2 separate regions of the Zea mays genome follow, and region 1 is linked to region 2. A link is a contact called in public Hi-C data. All regions are on one chromosome and are shown on one strand. Each heading gives the region's core, a stretch centred on a gene start, on an enhancer-like site or on the middle of the called end of the contact. The rest is flanking DNA. Distances are from core to core; before and after follow the strand shown.

Region 1 (4,309 bases), core at 1,360-3,859, 160 kb before region 2:
CTATCTCCAGCAGCTTACTCATCCTCATCTTCTATTTGAAACTACACAATGTAAACAGTGCAGTCTACAATGTTTTGCACGGGCGTATGCACAACCTGCTGACTATAGCCTGAAATGGCCCCTAATGTGCTTACATGCATATACTAGTATATTTCCTTACAGCAACTCCAATGCAGGGGGGGGGGGGCAGCATGGTTTGATTTTATACACTGGGGAATCAACTGCCGAAAACTCAAAACTGAGCCATGGTTTAGGTTTGAATAGAGGGCAATAAACAAATGGAACCAGCTGGCCAGAAGCACAGAACACAGGAAAACAGACCCTCAGAAGTCAAGCATAGAGCACTTTTCTCCATTTTTCTTTGACATGGTCCCACTAACCGATTTGTAGTTTAGAGCTGATTGCTTTTCATCAGCTTGTTGTTTCTAGCCAACACTAGGAATGCAGCATGCTCTTAGCAAGGTATCTACAGTTCATATAAGTTAAAGTCTACAATGCTAAGCAAGCTTCGACGAGTTGCAGAATTTACAAAGGCAGCTGCTTATGGTGCCCTTTGATACAGTCCATCGACCAATGCTCCTTCATATAGGAAATCAGATTACGCCTCCAGCAAGCTTTATAATTTACTCTTTGCAAATGTCCAAGTCCCTGATACTTACAGATGCATCTGGAAACCAAAATGTGTTCTGAGAATTAAATTCTTTGCCTTGCCTATGTTTGTGGACAGACTAAGTACAAGGACTATGCTCAGGCGAAGCAACTTTGATGTACAGCTAAATGTAAACTGCGTCATGTGCAGCACATCCATGGAGGAAGATATTGATCATCTCTTCTTTGCCTTTCCTTTTGCTACGCGGTGATGCAAAACCTCGAATACTCTCAACACACAGTTAGATTTACACTTGAACTTGCATGGGAGGCTTTTAGCAGTGAGACAACCTCACATTTGTGAGATTTCCATGGCAGCCTGCTGGGAGCTCTGGAAGCTCAGGAATGGATTTTTATGGAGATCATGCTAGTTCATAACCTCTGGACCATGAGATTCAAGGATTAGTCCATCCTCCAAATGCATCGAGTCAGAGAGGATCGTGACCCTTCTGTTTTCCAATGGCTAGTCTCTTGTGTAATCGAAGTTTTCTTTTCTTTTGTACATATGTTGTACTCTGTTTTTATTAAAAAAATGATGTGTTGTGGCGAACTCCCCCACAGTTTTCCAATAAAAAACTGATTGTGACTGTTTATTTACAGCAGCTAACACATTTTTTAGAGATGCATCAAGTGCTCATAAAAAGTAATCAATCATGCACAAACTATCCTTTGTAAACAAACAGTTGTATAACAATTCAGGCAAACCAAATAATGTAGCCAAAACACCTCTAGTGAACTTAGATAAAGAAAGCAGTAAGGAGTTTGCTAACCTTCTCGCTGTAATTGATAGGAGTTGCATTTGACTTGTTTTCCACATCTGAGAATCTTTCCCTCCCAATTTCCCTCACATAATTTTTGAACTCTAACCCTGACAATTGGGACGATGAATGCTGCTTAATGTATACTTCGTCCTTACCACCAACCGTAACAGAAATAATAATATGGGTACCGTAATTCTCAATAAAGCTGCAGACAAGTGAAACAAGACCTTCAGGCTTCAGATAATAGGGTGTGTAAAGTACTAGGCTAAGAGTTGTACAGAATGGGACTGATCAGAAATGGATCCTGATAACAGTATCAAATAAGAAGATTACCTACTGACCTAGCCAATGCTGATGGATCCCAAACATTTGGGATCGCGTGCTTAACGCTCTCAAGCAGCGTCAGTTCAGAACTCCTAATTTTCACTCGAAACAGAGGCAGAGAATAGCCATCAATCGCAAGGGCCTTCGTAGCCGCAGCATCATTCTTCCATGAACCGGTGAAGCTGAACAGAGAGTTGAAGGAACCCAGCGGTACTGTCTCGGACAAGCATGACTTCCTGTTGAAATACTCAGCCATCTGTCAACAAGGGCACCAGAGTCACATAACACGAAGTAAACGGCCGCGGAGCATAGGATATCGACTAGGATTCGCATCACAAGTGCAGAGCAAACAGAACAGAACGCGGCACACCATCGGATGGGAAGTTTCCAGTCGGGACGAAGCAACCGAGCTCACCTTATCGAAGCTGCAGACAAAGGGCCCATCCGCTGCGGCAGAGCTTGGGCCAGAGGGGAAGGGGCGGATGCGCTCGGGGTCTCTGCGGCACTGCTCGACCTCGACATCGGGGGGCACGCTCGGGAGGACGCCGCCGTCGGGGAGCGGGAGGTCCCGCGCACGGTCCTCCTCGAGCGCGACGAGCCTTCCACCTCCCTTGCAGTAGAGCAGCCGGTGGTCTCCAGCTGCGTCGAGGCCGCGCCCCACCGCCTGTAGCGCCGCCTCCAGGGCGGACCCCGTGAGACTCATGGCTGATGGGGCCCACCCCCACTCCGCTCCCCTCTTCCTCCTCCGCCTCGGGATTCGCGCCGACTAGGAGAGGGGAAGACCGGCAGGAGGTCGGGAGCTGTCGCGACGGAAGCTTCTGACCGCCGCTGTTGCTGTTGATCGAGGGGAGAAGAGAGATAGAGAGAGAGAGAGAGAGTAGGGGACACGGTTTCTGGGGACAACTGGAGGAGGGGAAGGCGACCTCGATGCTGAGCTGAGGTGGTTGGGTTTGACTGGCTTTTCTTTTTCTACATTTATTCATTTCTCTTCTTAATTTCGTGGTGCGATTAGTTTTATGTAAGGGACATCTTGCTCGGCGATTTGCTGTTGTTAATGACTTTCAACGTTGTCATGCTTAGCCACATATTTCAAAGCACGCTTTCAATGTTGTCATGCTGTGTATGTTTGAAAGGTGGCTTGTTCTCTCTTGATGGAATGCATGGTTTTGAATAGTAGGTTGACTTTGTTTCGGTATCTGGTGGAATATCTCACGCATTGTAAGATTTTCAAAAGGAGAGACTAATAATAAAAGAAAAGAAAAAATATCGTGTGGCACTTGTCGAGTAATTCTAGAAATTTAATGTTACAGTGTACATATACGGTGGTCATTCAATAAAAAAACTAAATAGTGATCAATTCATCTTTCTTTAATTGACTCTATGTAAAAAAATAGAATATCGTTGTCGAGGATTATTTCGACACTCAATTTACGGGATACATTACAAGACCCAGAACTAATAGTAAATATGCAAGGAGACATGAGAATTTAGAGAGGTTCCATGTATATTTGATTTATATATTTGATTTGGTCGAGACCTTGATTTAACGTATGCAAACCTCACTAAATACTAGACCTAAACCTAGAGCAAGCAGTATAAGTAGTGGTCTAACTAACATAGGAAATCCACAAAGTACATATACTAATAACCGAGTGATTCTTTAAGCACTTAGATATCTAGTGCTAATATGAATGAGTCTTAACTCACTAAATATGTTCCTCAAACCCCACACCTCTCAAATGACTAGCAAAGGGGTATATATAGCTGAGAGTCGCCTTAAGGGGTGAATAGCCGAAACCTGAAAATTATAAACTTTGAACACAAAATTTTCCCGATGTTAGGGTTAGAACGAATATTAATGAAATCGGAGTGCAGTAGATAAGTTCTTGCTATGAGTTGCTTAATCAATGCGGATAATTTTGGGACCCAACTTAAAATAATTACAAGCAAGAGAACTAGAGAGAGGGAGAGGAAGAATCAAATCGCCAAGAGTGATCAACACAAAGTTACAGCGATTTGTTTCCCGAGGTTCAACTCCAAAGAGTTTACATCCCCATTGAGGAGTCCACTAAGGACAAGTTTCTTTCAACTATTTCCCTCTCTCAAATGGTCACAGAGATCGGTTGAGCTTGCTTCACTATCACAGTGACACTAAGTCCCGCAAGGATTTCTATACAAAGTATTGAGAGTCTCTTGTCTCGCTTTACAATCAAGAGAATGAGAATGCGAGTGAGAATGCAAAAGCTCAAATCAAGAACACAAGAGGTTGCAACACTCAATAGCACAAGGGCTAAGTCTCTAATCTCTCAAATCGATCGAATGCGAGCTTGTGTGACTTTGGAGGTGTAGGAGTTATTGCACTTGATGTGTATCACTTTGGTGTAGCTCTTGTGTATTCAATGTGCTGGATAGGGGATATTTATAGCCCCCAACAACCAAAATGGTCGTTGGTGAAAAGTTGGAAAATCTACATAGTCGGGTGGTGCACGGGACCGTGAACAGTACATATCTAGTGCGCCACTGAATAGTGAACAGTGGCACTGGCAAATGACCGTTCTGAATTTGCAGGTAGCCGT
Region 2 (4,681 bases), core at 605-3,104:
TCCGACGCCGCAGCACCCTTGGTTCGTCACCGTCAGACCTGCACAAACACAAACCCATACATAGCTCGATCGATCAGGATGGGATAAACTGTCATACTGAACAAGGCAGCTAATATTTGGGTTTGGTGACTGACGTGTGTGTACATACCGTGCGACCCTGGGGCTCTCAGGATGTCCTGGAAGATCCCATACACGTTTATGTAGGTGAAGTGCGCCCCCGGCAGCGCGTTGAACTGGTCGACGAGGGCGACGAGCTTCCGGTTGAAGATGTCGATGGCGCCGTTGATCTGCGGCACGCAGGTGGTGCCGTCGGTGCTGCGCTGCGCCAGCTCGTTGGGGCTGCACCCGACCTGCCCCACGCCCATGAGCGCCACCTTCCTGGCCCCGTAGCTGTACAGGGTCCGGAGCTGCTGCGAGTACTGGTTGATGAGCACGTCGGCGTACTGCTCCGGCGTGTACTGCTGGCTGGTGGAGTAGACCGCCGGCATGAAGTAGTTGTTGAGGTAGTCGTTGCTGCCCATGCCCACCGTGAAGATGCACTGGCTCAGGTGGCTGGCCGCGGAGTCCTCGTCGCCCAGGATGCTCACCAGCTGCTGCACCGCCGCCTGGTAGTTCTGGAGCTGCCCGCCGAAGCTGATCCGTTGCCCCTGCCATGGCGCGCGTGGTCCGTGTGCGTCAGCCGTCAGGGTAGGCTTACTGATCTTTCACGGCTCACGAGCTAGCTAGGAGCCTTGGATCACGTACTACTACGATGGAAACACATGCATGCTTAATTGTGAGTACCAGTTGCTGGCCGGTCTCGTCACGGATCCCGGCTGCGGCGGAAGCGAAGTTGACGCCGGTGAGGAGCTGATCGCCGCTCGCGCCAGCGTACGCGGGGATGTAATCGTCGAAGCCCAGAAGCCGAGCTGAAAAAACAACACATGAGTACACCAATACATGATGCGCGCGCGTCAAGGGACATGTCGCGCACGTACGTACGCCATCATGCATGGAACTAACATTGGCATTGACAACGACATCTGAATGGACGGATATGTTGCTTCGACCTCGTTCGCATAGACTTGGTTACTAAACTTTAGCCCTTAAACAGGTGGGCTAAAAAAACCTAAACCGTGTTGTCGTCCAACCATGCATTTGGCAAAAATAACTCTGTATGCAATGTATTTTTTTTAGAAAAAAAAAATGTGATTTCACACTTAATTCTACACAGCGATCACAAAGCCTAGTTGAAGATGCGTGAAAAACTAGTGTTTTCAGCTTCGTCCCATCTCATCCAGCTTTATGATTCTAGAAGCTTTATATGGTAGCAAAAATGACAACGTATGCATGGAGCTATATTGATGGAGTTGTGACAAATAAACAAAAAAAAACCCAGCTCGATCGATATATATATGCAGTACGATGGGCTTACATATAGCGTCGACGGTGGTGAGGCCATTGCTGAAACGGCCGGTGGGGCCGGCGGCGAAGTCGATGCCGTAGGGCGGGTAGTTGGCCCGCGCCAGCGACGCGATGTCGTTGTTGTTGCCGTTGTCCACGAGCGAGTCCCCGAACACGAAGTAGCACGGCACCTGGGGCTCCGCCCGCACCACCACGACGACGGCGGCGACGGTGGCCACCAGCAGGACGAGGAGCAGCGTCGGCGCCGGCGCCGGCTGCAGCCGCCACCGCATCCCTGTGGCCAGATTTTTTTTTCGTAAACTAGCTAGCTAGCTAGATCGGGGTGTGAATGAGGCTCTCGCTCGTCGATCGGGCCGCGCGCGGCGGATCAAATGTAATGGTGATTGCCGTCGGCCGACACATTCGAGCCGTAGTACTTATAGATAGGGTAGCTTGGTTGCTACTACTCCTACTTGCTAGAAGCACTAGATCAGCATTCATATTGGCGACCCTCTGCATGTGCGCGTGCATGGTTGGAGGAGCAGTCACGGTTAGGTTGGGGTTGTGCTGATTGATTCCTAGCGACGAGATCTAGCTGCCGGCCGGTCTGCGACGACAGTCGACTGGGGTTGGTTGGTTTTACCATGCATGTGGAGGTCAGAATGTCGATCGATCGGTGTGTGTACTTCCAGTTCCAGTGAATGACTGTATGAGCTTATTATTAGCATGTGATTGGTGAATAATGGCAATATTTTGTTTGTTCACGGATGCCATCCGTACTGTCGCCACTCCCTCCGGGGCGCGTACGTGTGCTCCCTCCCTGGGTTGGAGTGGCTTGGAAACGGATGGGGTCACGGGAAAAGACAGGCCAGCCAGCACGCGGCGTCCGGACCGGCCCCGGAGACACTCCACATGCAAGCAAACGGAAACTTCATGCCACCGCCTGCCCGCGGGGCCCTGCGCACCACCCTTGCATTGGTTTACGCGGATTTGACTCCCTCTCTTGTTCTAGGAGATTTTATTGCACCGTCTTGGTAGAGATCACTTGATAGTAAATGTCCAGGCTTCCAGCTGCAGCCTGCAGGGCGGCGGGCATGGAAAGCTCCCGCGCGATCCAAAAGAGCGGCTGGCGATAGCGTTTGTGGCATTCAATGCGGTGACGACGAGGACACGATCAACTAACCGGCGTTGGTTGGCTGGCTGGCTCGCATCGAAGGCTTCGAGCTGATCCGTCACGCCAGTTATTAGCTAGCGCAAACGATGTGAATAAATAATTAATGTTGGGTAGAATCCATATTAATATGACCCGAATCTTAAAGGTAAGCGAATAATTGCAAAAAAAAAAAAATAAGTATGTATCTTGATGACAAAACATCTTTAACGTGGTTCTCTTAATTGGTTCTATTGAATAAGATACCGAAATTATTATATATATTAAATTGTATGAACGTAGTGCTTTCTGAACCGCAACAAGGCATCTGGGTTGTACATTGCTTCGTGTCGTAGGGGGATTCCCGACGCGTGCAAATAAAAGAACGGTGATCGGGTACGTAGACGGCTACAGTTGTTAGCAAGTCACGAGCCACAAGTTATGGACCACACGAAGCTCGCTGCAACTACGAGTGCATGCGTCTACTAGGCGTGTAGCGTATAGCACGTCGCGTGAGAGTCTTCCAGGTTCTAGCGCGCGAGCGTTCAGACAGCAGTAAGTGTGCAAGCGCCTCTCTCGCTGCCGCCCATGCCTAATGCATGGACAATGGATGGATCCCCGCGTGATTTCAGTTGCCAATCTGACCGAAAATATTATCGAAGTCAGCAGTAGCAGTGTTAACTTTGTTATATGATATAAATTTTCTTGAGCTTTAATAGTGTTTTGCTAAAGGTTTTATAAATTTTATCGGAGTCGGTTGACCCCGACAAACCTAGCTAAATTCGTCTTGCTCCAGCCGGCGCTATGCAAACAATCGTATAAAACACTATTATAGGTGTCGGCGTTTCGACCCCGGGGGTCACTGGACCGACGAGTAAATTGTCGCCGCGTGCCCCAGCCCAGATGGGTCGGCGCGAGACGGAGCACGAAGGGGGGAAACCAGAGGGAGACAGGCGTAAAGGGAAAACCTGCGGCCTTCGTGTTTGTCCTGCGCCCAGGTCGGGTGCGTTGCAGTAGGGGGTTACAAGCGTCCGCGTGGGAGGGGGCGAGAGGCCTTCACGCGCCGTCCCGTCCTCCCGCGCGGCCAACCCTCCCGTAAGAGAGCCCTGGACCTTCCTTTTATAGGCGTAAGGAGAGGATCCAGGTGTACAATGGGGGGTGTAGCAGTGTGCTAACGTGTCTAGCAGAGAGGAGCTAGCGCCCTAAGTACATGCCGTCGTGGCAGCCAGAGAGGTTTTGGCACCCTGTTCATGTGATGTCGTGGCCGTCGGAGGAGCGCTGGAGCCTTGCGGAAGGATAGCTGTCGGGGCTGTCGAGTCCTTGCTGACGTCTCCTTGCTTCCGTAAGGGGCTGAGGGCCGCCGTCGTCATGGAGCACGCGGGGCGCCATCATTATTTGTTTACCGGGGCGAGCCAGATGGGACGCCGGTCTTGTTCCCCGTAGCCTGAGCTAGCTAGGGATAGGGTAATGATGCCCCCCCTGTGACGTGGTCGGTCCGAGCCCTGGGTCGGGCGAGGCGGTGGCTCCTCCGAGGTCGAGGTCGAGTCTGTCTTCCGAGGTCGAGGTCGAGTCCGAGCCCCGGGTCGGGCGAGGCGGAGACCATCGCCTGAGGACAAGGTTGAGTCTGAGCCCTGGGGGTCGGGCGAGGCGGAGTTCGTCGTCTTCCGGAGCCGAGGCTGAGTCCGAGCCCTGGGGTCGAGCGGGGCGGAGTTTGTCGTTTTCCGGAACCGAGGCCGAGTCCGAGCCCTGGGTCGGGCGAGGCGGAGTTCGTCGTCTTCCGGAGCCGAGGTCGAGTCCGAGCCCTGGGGTCGGGCGAGGCGGAGTTCATCGTCTTCCGGAGCCGAGGCCGAGTCCGAGACCTGGGGTCGGGCGAGGCGGAGCTTCCTATGGCGCCCGAGGCCAGACTTGGCTGCTGTCAGCCTCTCTCTGTCGAGTGGCACAGCAGTCGGAGCGGCGCAGGCGGCGCTGTCTTCTTGTCAGGCCGGTCAGTGGAGCGGCGAAGTGACTGCGGTCACTTCGGCTCTGTCGACTGAAGGGCGCTCGTCAGGATAAGGTGTCAGGCCGTCCTTGCATTAAATGCTCCTGCAATACGGTCGGTCGGTGTGGCGATCCGGCCAAGGTTGCTTCTCGGCGAAGACTGGGCCTCGG

What was found. A called contact is a pair of places that touch in the nucleus more often than the background predicts.
Region 1: a Hi-C map of bundle sheath shows a contact between it and region 2, with 2.0 times the contacts expected there. The contact joins the promoter of LOC100381712 here to the promoter of LOC100282701 in region 2. A contact is called at or near these places in 2 of 25 Hi-C or Micro-C datasets (bundle sheath and tassel).

The regions. Positions count from the first base shown.
Region 1 is chr3:202,846,536-202,850,844 of Zm-B73-REFERENCE-NAM-5.0, reverse strand. It overlaps LOC100381712, which reads right to left and starts at 2,609. Exons shown (of 6, transcript NM_001361525.1): 1 at 2,149-2,609; 2 at 1,751-1,989; 3 at 1,419-1,614. The coding sequence starts at 2,436.
Region 2 is chr3:202,682,156-202,686,836 of Zm-B73-REFERENCE-NAM-5.0, reverse strand. It overlaps LOC100282701 (anther-specific proline-rich protein APG), which reads right to left and starts at 1,854. Exons shown (of 4, transcript NM_001155608.1): 1 at 1,415-1,854; 2 at 784-908; 3 at 149-647; 4 at 1-38. The coding sequence starts at 1,676.